Linked DNA regions of Mus musculus: region 1 is linked to region 2. Evidence: chromatin contacts called from public promoter capture Hi-C data. All regions are on one chromosome and are shown on one strand. The core of a region is the stretch at or near the end of the contact, and the rest is flanking DNA. Distances in the headings are between cores, read along the strand shown.

Region 1 (5,394 bases), core at 2,866-5,365, 75 kb before region 2:
GAAGGGGGGAAGGCACCCAAAAACTGTAGTTCAGTCCTGGCCTGGGTTCCAGATCTACAGTGAGGAATGTCTCTCACTTTAAAAAATACTCAAAACCTGTGGCATGACCCTGTGTGTGTTCTATGGGTGTCCGGAATGAGAATCCCTTTGTTCAACCACCACCACCACAACCACCACCGCCGCCACCACCGCCACCCTGGAAACATTTATTCTCAGCTTGAAAGGCCTGATCTTCACAACTGTCATCTTCCCTTCTCCCAATTCCTTAAGGGCAGCTATGCCTCTGGTGTAAACCTGCCAAGGTCTCCGGAATGCCCTGCTCTAGTTACCTTTGGCCTGTCGATCGTGGGACTCTGTCAAGAACTTTTTTATCTTATCGGATGGAATTGCGAAGGAGATGCCCGCCGTCACCTTCAAGGTGTTAATCCCAATCACCTCGCCATCCTGAAAAAGCAAGGGACACAGCTCACTAACTCCAGGAGGGTCAGAGGCTGGCACAGGCTGGAAGAGGGCAGAAAAATCTATAGGACGGGTGACTTGGAAATGTGTTGCCAGGTGTGGTGAGAGGCGTTAGGGCACCTGCATTCTGGAGTAGCTGAGATAGGATCACCGTGAGATCCTGGCAAGCCTGAGCTACAGTTTGAAGCCGAGTTTCAAAAACAGGTTGAGAGAAAGATGCTATCTTGACTGGTCATCCCAGGCTCTACCCACAAATGCGTACAATTAAAATAGTAATAAAAAAGAAGCGTGGGCCGGGAAGACGGCAACGTGGTTAAAGTGTCTGCCGTGCAAATAAAAGCACGTGTGTGTGTGTGTGTGTGTGTGTGTGTGTGTGTGTGTGTGTGTGTGTGTGGTGACCTGGCAGTAATTCCAGCCTCAGAGGTAGAGGCGAGATCCCCGAGAGAAAGCTGGCTGGAGCAGCCAGCTGTAGTAGCACCTAGCTCTGGATTCAACTGAGAGACCCTGCCTCACTGACTAAGGGGAAAGGCGAATGAAGATGGTCCTCCATCAACCCCGGGCCTCCACAGGCACAAATACACACATGTGCACAGCAACACCCTCTCCCTCCAATGAACACACACACACTTGGGGCCACAAACATGCAAATGCTCATATACACAGACATATGAGCGAGGGAAGTATTTGAGCTGTGTCTGAGAATCAGAAGGGCTGGAAGGAGAAGGACTAGAAATAACGAGGAGAGACATTAGGGCACCTGGGTAGTGCCACCCACATTCAGCTTTGAAGGGAACAAGAAGCTCCAGGTAGAAGCTAAATGGTTGCCTTATTGCATAGATGGATGATTTCAAACTCCACAATATTTTCTCTTTTCATGGGAAGGGATGTCTGAGTTGCTAAGGTAACTATCCATCCTTCCTTCCTCTCCTGTTTCCAATGACTCTAGATGCTGGCTTGAGCCACAGGCCTCACTCCTAACAGCTTCCCCAAGGTATGGCAGGGACAAGTAAAGCTGTGTCCCTTCCCTAAGAAGTTTCTGGTGACCTGATGCTGTGCTGACAAAAGGACTCTGAGAACTTTCAGTATACATTGTTCCTGGTGTGCTTTGTACATGTCCATTCCTGACACCAAGGGATCCAGCAGGACGGTACCATTGGGTGGCCTCTACTTGATACTCTCTCAAACAACCCCCAAGCGCTGGCATTCTGTGACCTGAAGCCTTCAACCTTATACTGAAGTGCTGAAGTCTAGGTTAAGTGAGACATCTGTGAGCAAACAGGTGGTTCCCCGTCATACCCACAGGCATTCAGGGAGAGTTCTGGCATGGATCCGAGCCAGGCCAGCTCATCTCCGCTCAGCAACCCTCAAGGCTGAAGGTACCTTTCTGCAGCTGGCAGTACTGTGGGGACTTTCAGTCCCCTTTCTGCCTAGACTGGGCTTGAACTCCATGGCATCCACCTGTGGCTTGAAACACAAGAAGAGTCCTCTAACCTTACTGCTTCCAGAAAGGGCTGGTGGGGTAAGGTGCAAAGGAACAGGGCATTCACATAGCTGACTATAAAGCTGACTGCTTGTTCTGACAAGCTCACATGCAAAGAGAAAGCAAAGACATGCCCACAGACGAAACAAACCCAGCACAGATACTGGAAAGCCTTACCAGGTTTACTAACGGGCCTCCGGAATTTCCATACTGAAACGGAACAGAAAGGGAAAGGTTGGCTCTGTATCACACCACCGCCCAATCATCGTCTCTGCCCAGATTTCAAAGCATTGTAGAAGCAGCTGGCAGGGGCCTTCCCCAGGCTTTGTCTCTGATCACCTAATATTTAACTGAGAAAATGGATCTGGACCATTTTCACAAAGCTCGGGATGCGCCACAGTGAGATGATTTAGTTCTGAGACCACTGTGAGTAGCTAAACCCACTTTTACCTCCTCCTCGGATGAGACTGGCTACCCACTCACTTCAGAACCCCATAGTTCAACTCTGTACAGCCCCAAGTGGGACATTTCTCCTAACACCAGAACATCATAGATGTTCTGGGAAATCATGCAGACTACAAGAAGGTTTGCGAATAAGAAGAAGCCCAGCTTCCTCTGCTCGAAACTTGTCCCCAGCCCAGCAGGTAGAGGGGGCAGAGGGCTCACATTGATGATAGCGTCTGTCTGAATGTAGTCCATATCGGAGTTCCGAAGTCCCAGCTCTTTGCCGCCTCGCTGGGTGGTGCTGACGATCCCAGTGGTGACTGTGTTTTGAAGAGAAAAGGGGCTTCCAATGGCAACTACAAATTCTCCAGGTCTCAGCTCTGAGGAGCGGCCGAGCAGCAGGACTGGCAGCTTTCCCTGTAAGCACAAACGGAGCTGTGGCTTAGCAAGCTGAATAATACAAATACAAAGGACAGTCCCGGTCCCTAGGAGCTGAGCTTGGGGTGGACACCCCTCTCCTGAGGGACAAGCCCCTACCATATAATCCACACACCACAGGTCATTATCGAGTCAATGGAACAGAAGACAATTGTACCAAGGAAAATGGGAAAAGGTGATAGACTGTTTCTACATCTGTGCATCTGGACAGAGAACATGGAGAGACAACCTAGGTTTAAGACTTAAAGATCAAAATCCCAGACAGAAATCCTGAGCCCATGTGCCTTGGAGGAATCAAGAAATCAAGGGTCTACTTTACCACACACATAGCCTTCCTAAGGCCTGGGATGTGGGGAGCCCTGAGGCAGACACTCACACTGCCTTTCTTGTGCACCCTGTGGTGTGAGGCACAGGGACAAGCAGAGGGGCTGGCAGCACCCAGGACCCAAATGGTGGACTGTCTCTCTTGTGCACACTGGGAAAGTCCCTATCACTATACCTGCTCCCAGACTATGCAGGCTGAGGATTCAGCTGAGGACATCCCATCTCCTGTGCCCTCTAGATACTGGGCAGAGTCAGGAGCCCTAAATAACTCCTCAGAACAAGATAGGACCATGGAGGTTGAAGGGCTGGGGAAAAGGGCTACGGGCTGCCTTCTCCCACTAACATGACCCAGGGCCTGCTTTCTTCCTCCCACATAGCCTAGAAATCCTGAATTTTCTATGCATTGCTCATAAAGTCCAAAAAAGGCTAGTGCTGGCTGCCTAAGGGAAACTCATTCACCTTGAAAAAGAATAAATTACAAAAAAAAAAAAAAAAAAAAAAAGCCAGTGTGGGTGGTGGTGGGATGGTGGGATGGTGAGATGGGTAACCCAGCCATCTGGGGCTGGGGCCAGGCTGCCAAACTGAAACTCTGCATGACAAGCATGGGCCCCTCATCTGATCAGTGGGATTAAGACAGCCCACTAATCTCACTGGTCTGTTAGGATGATGACTTAGGATAACAATGAATTAGGAGCCTGAATGCCTCTCAGGAAACAGCCTGCTTGGCCAGTGGGTCAGCTATTGACTAGTATTCAAATGACTGAAAATCCAATGAAGGATTCCAGCAACTGTGCTGTGACAAGCCAGGGGTATGTCACCTTGCCAGACACAGTTCCACACTGGCTATGACCCTTCCACTTTAAGGTCACCTGAGGCCGGAGTCTATGGCATTCCCTACGCAGACCCACTCAACATCCAATGGCACGCAGCAAGCTCAGCACGACATGTTTGTCCTGGGTGGATGCCAACAATCCCTGCCAGCAAGCTCTGCCAAGAATGACCTCAGCAATCATGGCAGGGTGGGGCAGAGTCTGGCTGCTGGTGAGTGCTGTCCACACTGGGGGAGGCCCACCAGGACAGTACCATTCCTTTGGGGCCTGGGGCTGGCTGGAAGTCCTGTCTTTGAAGCTCCGGGGATAACTGTGAAGGACAGGCAAGAGAGGCGGCTACAGCCTGCAGCAGGGCAGTCTGGACATCCCAGGAAGCAGAACTACACAGATAAGAGTCAAGCTTAGACATGGGACAGTGGGGCCAGCTACACAGTGGGGATTAAATCAGGTCTGAGGTGATCCGATGTGAGAATCTTTATCAGCATCTGGCTGTAACACCCTCCAGCCACAGCCTCTGGAGGAGATCCAGAGATGCAGGTTTAACTCATACAGCCTTTAGACACCCTGTCCAGTGCTTCTGTCCCAAGTCTGAGCTCAGGCCCAGCGGATGCTAGAAGGGAGACAAATGTTTGGGAGAAAGCTATATGGACAGATGGCAGAGACCTCTACAATGGCAGGAGACAGAGGCCTCTATGCTATTGAACACTGAGAGGACACGCCAGGCTCAAGAACAATGGTCTCATCCACTGTCACCAAGGTGTCCATATTGGGCTTGGACAAGGGGGACAACCAATGATAAGAATCCACAAGGATGCCGTGTGATCACTCTGTCACACCCGCCCAGGTGGGCAGTCCCGATGAGCATGTCTCCTTAAATATATGTTATAAATCATGAAGGGTGACTGTGCACATGAAAGCTAAACAGGCAGACACATAGTAGCTGGGTCAGGAGAGGGATATCACAGTTGAAATTCTCCATTTATATGAAAGGAACAAAACCTTCACTGCCAGATGACAAAGTGCTTTCAGAGCAATCTGATGATTTGGGGACATAACATACCCTCACACTCACACAAACCCACCATTTTACAGATATAGAAACTGAGGCTCAAGATGGAAGAGCTTCTCTCAGCCATAAGAAGCCTGGTTAAGCTGGAGAACCAGTTCCCAGCCACAGGCCTCCATCCCCATAAGGCAGGAATTCTAATTGCCGGACTCCAATTATAGGCAGAAATCCCTGTATGGGAGAGTGAGGTGGTGCGGAGGTGGCTGCCAAGCCAGATTTACAACTCCATGAGGTCAAGCTGCCTTGAGGGGCCCTTCTGGCCCTTGCTCCCTGCAGGTGCTGGCTGGCCGTGAGCCTCAGGCTTGCTAGCCTTACTTAGGTCCAAAATGGGGCTCATTCTCTGCCATAATCCT
Region 2 (5,832 bases), core at 3,024-5,523:
TACCATCTTACATATTAATTTTAGAAATAATTTACAGGGGCTGGAGAGATGGCTCAGTGGTTAAGAGCACTGACTGCTCTTCCAGAGGTCCTGAGTTCAAATCCCACCACATGGTGGCTCACAACCATCCATAATGAGATCTGATGCCCTCTTCTGGTGTGTCTGAAAACAGCTACAGTGGACTTACATAGAATAAATAAATCTTATGAAAGAAAGAAAGAAAGAAAGAAAGAAAGAAAGAAAGAAAGAAAGAAAGAAAGAAGGAAGGAAGGAAGGAAGGAAGGAAGGAAGGAAGAAAAGAATTTCCAAAAGGACAGTGAATTAAAGAGACACTAGTAGTCAAATTCAGAAGTAGTCCTCTTTCTTGATAAAGACTGGCCAGTGTGAATTTAAACATCATGAGATCAGAATGTTTGGGGTGGGATGGGCATAGCATGAGGCCAAGAAGGAACATAAGCACGTACCTTCTAACTCCCGTCTTTTGAGAACCTCACTCCTTGAGAAGTAGATCTAAAATTAGATTCTAGTTTTCATGCCATGTTTTTCTATGCACTTTGTATATTGTATGCTGAATTTTGTGGGTTTTAGCACTATTTTACTGTGAATTTCATACAATGTTTTCTGAACATATTCACCTCCTTCTCTAACTCCTTCCTCTCTACTCTCCTACCCCTCCCCACTTGACTATTGAGAGTCCCCTCACCAACCCTTTTCCCCATCAAGTCCTCAAGTCCAGTTTGTGTTGCACAGCTAATCTTGAAAGTGGAGCCTGTTATGGGGTGTCAGCAGCCTACCAACGAGCAATTCACTACAGAAAACTAAGTCCCCCTCTCCCAGAATCTATCGAATGCCAGTAAGTTCAAGGAACATTTTTCAAAGGACAGAACTCGAGCAGGCATAGGGCCCAGTGTGCTTTCATTCTGTGCTAGTAGCAGGACAACGATCGAAGTCAAAGCCACAAACAGAAAAGCTGTTCTGATGGCTGAGTCTGACCTAGAAACATCTGAAAGGCTCAAAAATTCAGGCCAAACTTTACACAAGATGTGCCATCACCATGCTTGCAGAGTGAATGTACAAAAACTACGCATATGAATGTTTAGCCACGATACATGGAGTATAATGAAAGTCTAAAATGTCTCCAAAGAGAACTCTGTTGAAGCAGAATCTCACTCTACAGCCCTGGCTAGCCTTAGATTCACCAAAATCTACCTGTCTCTGCCTCCTGCCTGCCTTTAATTCCAATAAAAGATATGCGCTCCAGACCCACCTATTTCCAAAGGAAAAAAAAATTTTTTTTTTTTTTTGGTTTTTTGAGACAGGGTTTCTCTGGCTGTCCTGGAACTCACTCTGTAGACCAGGCTGGCCTCGAACTCAGAAATCCACCTGTCTCTGCCTCCCAAGTGCTGGAATTAAAGGTGTGCGCCACCACCACCACCGGCCCTCCAAAGAAATTTTAATAACACAGGGAAAATGACAATATATGAAAGCAAACACGATTTTATAGAGTTAGAATGATCTTGCTTGTTGCAACAAACCATTGTTTTCTTAATTTTTCTGCAATAAGCAAATGTGTTAACTCTCATAAACAAAAACAAATGCTTTTTTTCAATAATTTCATTTATATTTGAAACTTTTCTTCTTATAAAATTACCAAAAATTATATTAAAGAAAAACACAAAAAGATAATACATTTGAAGTCATGAACTAAAATAAGTAAAACAGGATTTCCTTTCTTCCAAATGTAACTTTGATCCATGCCACCAATTCCTAACAGCACTCGCAGGTCTGATCCTACGCCCACCACCACCTGACAGCCTTCAATATGCTGCTAAATTATATTCATTAACACCAAAGAGCTTTATTTACATTTATTTCACCTCTAAATGTTATTAACTTCTTGTAAGAGAATCTATGATCCCCAAGGAGTGTCTTACCTGCACATAGAAAGTCCGAGATGTCGTCACGATTTCAAACAGGTTGTCCCTCATCATTATGTCACTGTCATGAAAAACGATCACCAGTTGTTGTAGGTGAGTCAGTTTGACAGTTTCAGCTGTTTACTCAGTGACAATCAATGTTAGAAAGAAAACGCTAATTTAACAAAACCACCCAGCCTTTTCCAGCTTTGCATTACTATTCACATGCTTTACACAGCTCATTTACAGAAGATGCATAAAGCAACGTTAGAGTCCAAGGGTTTACAGTTCATTCAACTCATCATGGCACGGCTGATGCAACTTCTTGCAACAACCTGCTCTGCAGCACCTTTGAAAACTAAAAATACATCAACTTGTTAAATCTCAGAAATTGTTTATAATAATTTTTCCTTTCTACTACTGAACTACTTCTGAAATGTCAGTGGGTTGAACGCAGCAGGCTGTAAGCTCATCACTGAGGGAGGGCGGCCTGCTTCTTCGGACAGCGCTGTGCCAGCGTCAGGCGGTCCTTCCTTACCTCTGTTTGCACTCCTGGACTTTGTGCACTTCTTTAAGTGGTATCACCCGCAGAGGTTCCTTCTCCTAGCAAAAAAGCACACGCAGGACATTTCCTGTCAAAAGCGAGCCATCTTACATGGAGCTACTCTCAGACCAACACCTTCTGAGACTTGCAGCAGCAGGACAGCTCTAGTTTCATGCCACCACACCCACTGTTGTCTGAAGCTCGGTTTCTGGTTTCAGTGACAGTCACTAAGCAGCAGACTTGTTCATGGTGGACCACTAGGACCAGTAAGTATTCTACTGAGACACTTGGAGCCTATCTATGCAGTACTTGATTTTAAGATTTTAAAACAAAAATCTCCCACTGGTCTTACAAGTATCGAAGATTCTTACCTGAAATCATTATTGGCATAGCTGCCTGCCAAATGGTGATTTTTCTAACATCATTCACCTACACAGAATTTGAAGAAATACTATTTCTTCTCTCCACTTATTTTCTCTGAGGACAGTGGGTATGGGAGCTTTTCACTCAGACGCAGCCTCCTCATGACTGGTGAGTACTATCCGTGCACTCACACCTGTATCCCCCGAAGCTTGAGTGACACTGAGCGTCGTCACGGACTTCTGAAGACCTTTAGTGATTTGTAGTGCTTAGGAGTGCTGCGGCTCTAACCCAAGGCCTCACTCACACACACACACACTAGCCATGCACGCTGCCACTCCACTCCACACTCAGCGTAATCTTTCCGAATGAGCCGCTTGTAATTCCTGTTTGTTTTTCTACCAGAAAGTTCTCCCCACCTTTCTGTCTTTCTTGAACACTGAACCAATCATGAATTTACAAAAGAGCCTAAGAACAGCCGCTTGGAGCTGAGCTGCTGCAATCCGCATGCTACCCTGAAGTGCTCACGTTACTGCCACCAGTCAGCAGGTGGGTCACACAGCCCTACAGGGACAGTGTTCTCGCTGTCTCTTTCTGTTTAGTGTAGAAGAGTTCCTCACTCCTCTAGAAAGAGGAACAGACTCCTGCAGATGACAGCCATTACTGTATTTTGTAGGCTGCCCCCTCCCTTGGACGTGGCTCCTGTGACCTGGGGACTGAACGCAGACTATCCTGTTAGCAGGGGCAGCACAGGACTGACGCACTGTGCGTTTCCTGCTCTCCCGCAAGGTTCCGACATTCTCGCCACCACTGAATTCATCGAACCTGACTGCCCGGTGGGCGTGGTGCTGCCAGCCTTCTTCCTGTACAGCTGCTCTCCTCCCACTGTGCTGAGTGGTTATTTCAGATCGCTGTCCCACTCCTGTTTAGCATCTTGTTATTCCTTCACTGTAGCTACAAGAGCTCAGTCACCACCCATCTACTCATATCTATCTGAGCACACAGAGATATATATTTGCACTGTAATACGTTATAAACATTGTGTGTTTTGATACTCTCGCTGCCCATGATCTGGTAAGGGGACTATTTGTAAGGTGACTACTGGGTGACTAGCATTTTCTCAGCATGTTCTTGCTTTCTGATGTAAGACATTCCAGCCAACCGTGCATTTATTTCTCTTGCCCGGCCACAGAATCTGCCATTTCTCCATGAAGTCTGGGTTCTTTTGGGAAGAAATGATCATTTTCTTAAGACACGGAGCTACAGTATATTTTATATTTAAATGCACTCACACAAGAACATATATTTATGTCTATGTCTGTTAAGTTATAGCAAGAAGCTGTGCTTTTATCCCAAGAACCTTGGTTTCTATTATCCTTGATATATTGCCTCATTTTATTGACAAGTATGCATGTGACCATTCTAGTCTGTTACTTCCCACTTTCTGCCCTTGGTTCTTCAGGCAGGGAAAGACAGCTTCCTCACTGCACATGGGCTCTGACAGTCTACAGCAGACTATATAGGTTGCTTCTGGCCTTTATAGCTTTCTAAAATAACTGACCCCTAAGATGCTCCCAATACAGAACACTGCCTATGAGGAACTGTAAATTTAAATTACTAAATGAAATTGGTTTTAATTTTGAAATGAAATAAACTCACTTCCTTACCACACTGGTCACATTACCAGCACCCAAAAGCCACACACAGCCTACACAGAACAACACAGGCATGGAACATATGTACCAGGGCAGGAAGCTAATCTGGACAAAGTTGTTCTGATGCCCTCATTCAGAGTATGCAGCATATGAAAGCCCCACAGTTTTATAGAAGAGGGGGATTGACATCTTAATGGTGCATAACTCAAACAAGGAAGGAGGGAGACTCAGTCTTTGACTCTGCCTTTAGAAAAAGCTATCTCAAGAGAAACAACTTAAGAGGTGATCTGAAACAGGAAAAGAGCAAGTTAACATGCAGCAGGGGAGAGGAGGTTGACAGACATGCAGAGGGCTGAATGTTGCTTTTGGAGGATTTCCTACACCTCCTCTTCTAATGTCCCTCTGACAGAGAGTTACATGTGGGGCTGTCGAGAATTTTAGATCTATCAAGATGGAACACTTCCTTGAAGGTAGTTTTACTTAAAACATATTTAAGAAATACATAACTAACCGAATGCATTACAACCAAATAGACTGAAATACGGGTGCACTTAAAACCAGAACTGGGCCATTAGAAAACCAGAATGGCACACAAACATACAATCACACAAGCACTGCAGTGTGACCTGCCAAGCACCTGGAGGCATATGTATGAAGCGACTGCATACCAGTTCAGATTTGAAGTAGCCTATTGTGTTTTCATCCAATTGAAAATATCTTCTCTTCCAGTTTTTCATCTACCAGAGAAGAACAGACAGAGGCTTCAAAGAATGTCAAATGTTCATCACCCTTTAATCATTCCAATATGAACCCACAATCCAAAATGCCAAGTACTCGGAAACAACACCCCATTCCGAAGGGAGATGGTTAATGACCCCTTTCCCTGCTAACCAAGCCTTGAAGGACGGTCTTGGCCTTGGGCAGCTCATTCTCAGAGTTTATGAGTAACTCTGATATTTCACGATTTTGATCTGGAACAGTGGAAAAGAAAGAGGTGTTCACCTCTTCCCTTCTTGTCAGCCCAGCCCACAAGGTAAAAATCAGCATGGGAAATGTCATTAACCCGTCAGGTCTCTCTATCTACAACATGCATGAGTCCTTTCTCAAATATTTCATATTTAACAGGTCAACAATAAATACAAAATAGAGCAAACCCATGTAGAAAATGTTTAATACCCTTTTATACAAATATTCTTATCAGTGTTTAAATACCCTAAATCATCTGTAAGTAGTGTTGGGGAGATGGCTCAGTGGTTAAGAATGGTCTCCCAGGGGGCTGGTGAGATGGCTCAGTGGGTAAGAGCACCCGACTGCCCTTCCGAAGGTCCGGAGTTCAAATCCCAGCAACCACATGGTG

Evidence for each region. Capture Hi-C pulls out chosen DNA fragments and counts their contacts.
Region 1: a promoter capture Hi-C map of adipose tissue shows a contact between it and region 2. The contact joins two enhancer-like sites. A contact is called at or near these places in 6 of 484 Hi-C or Micro-C datasets (Sertoli cells, embryonic fibroblasts, embryonic stem cells and 2 more), 1 of 115 datasets of contacts at active chromatin or transcription factors (embryonic stem cells) and 2 of 9 other capture datasets (adipose tissue and liver).

The regions. Positions count from the first base shown.
Region 1 is chr7:130,976,707-130,982,100 of GRCm38.p6, reverse strand. It overlaps Htra1 (HtrA serine peptidase 1), which reads right to left. Exons shown (of 9, transcript NM_019564.3): 4 at 2,606-2,800; 5 at 2,117-2,149; 6 at 330-444. Among named protein-coding and RNA genes, the nearest start is that of Htra1, 43 kb to the right of the region's middle. Within about 2 kb of position 4,115, at least 123 of the 459 cell types and tissues checked have an H3K27ac peak or open chromatin away from gene starts, as enhancers often do. A contact at or near this core is called in adipose tissue, where this site is marked.
Region 2 is chr7:130,901,557-130,907,388 of GRCm38.p6, reverse strand. It overlaps Plekha1 (pleckstrin homology domain containing, family A (phosphoinositide binding specific) member 1), which reads right to left. Exons shown (of 13, transcript NM_001346515.1): 8 at 5,144-5,212; 9 at 2,455-2,519; 10 at 1,935-1,998. Among named protein-coding and RNA genes, the nearest start is that of Mir7061, 3.8 kb to the left of the region's middle. Within about 2 kb of position 4,273, at least 84 of the 459 cell types and tissues checked have an H3K27ac peak or open chromatin away from gene starts, as enhancers often do. A contact at or near this core is called in adipose tissue, where this site is marked.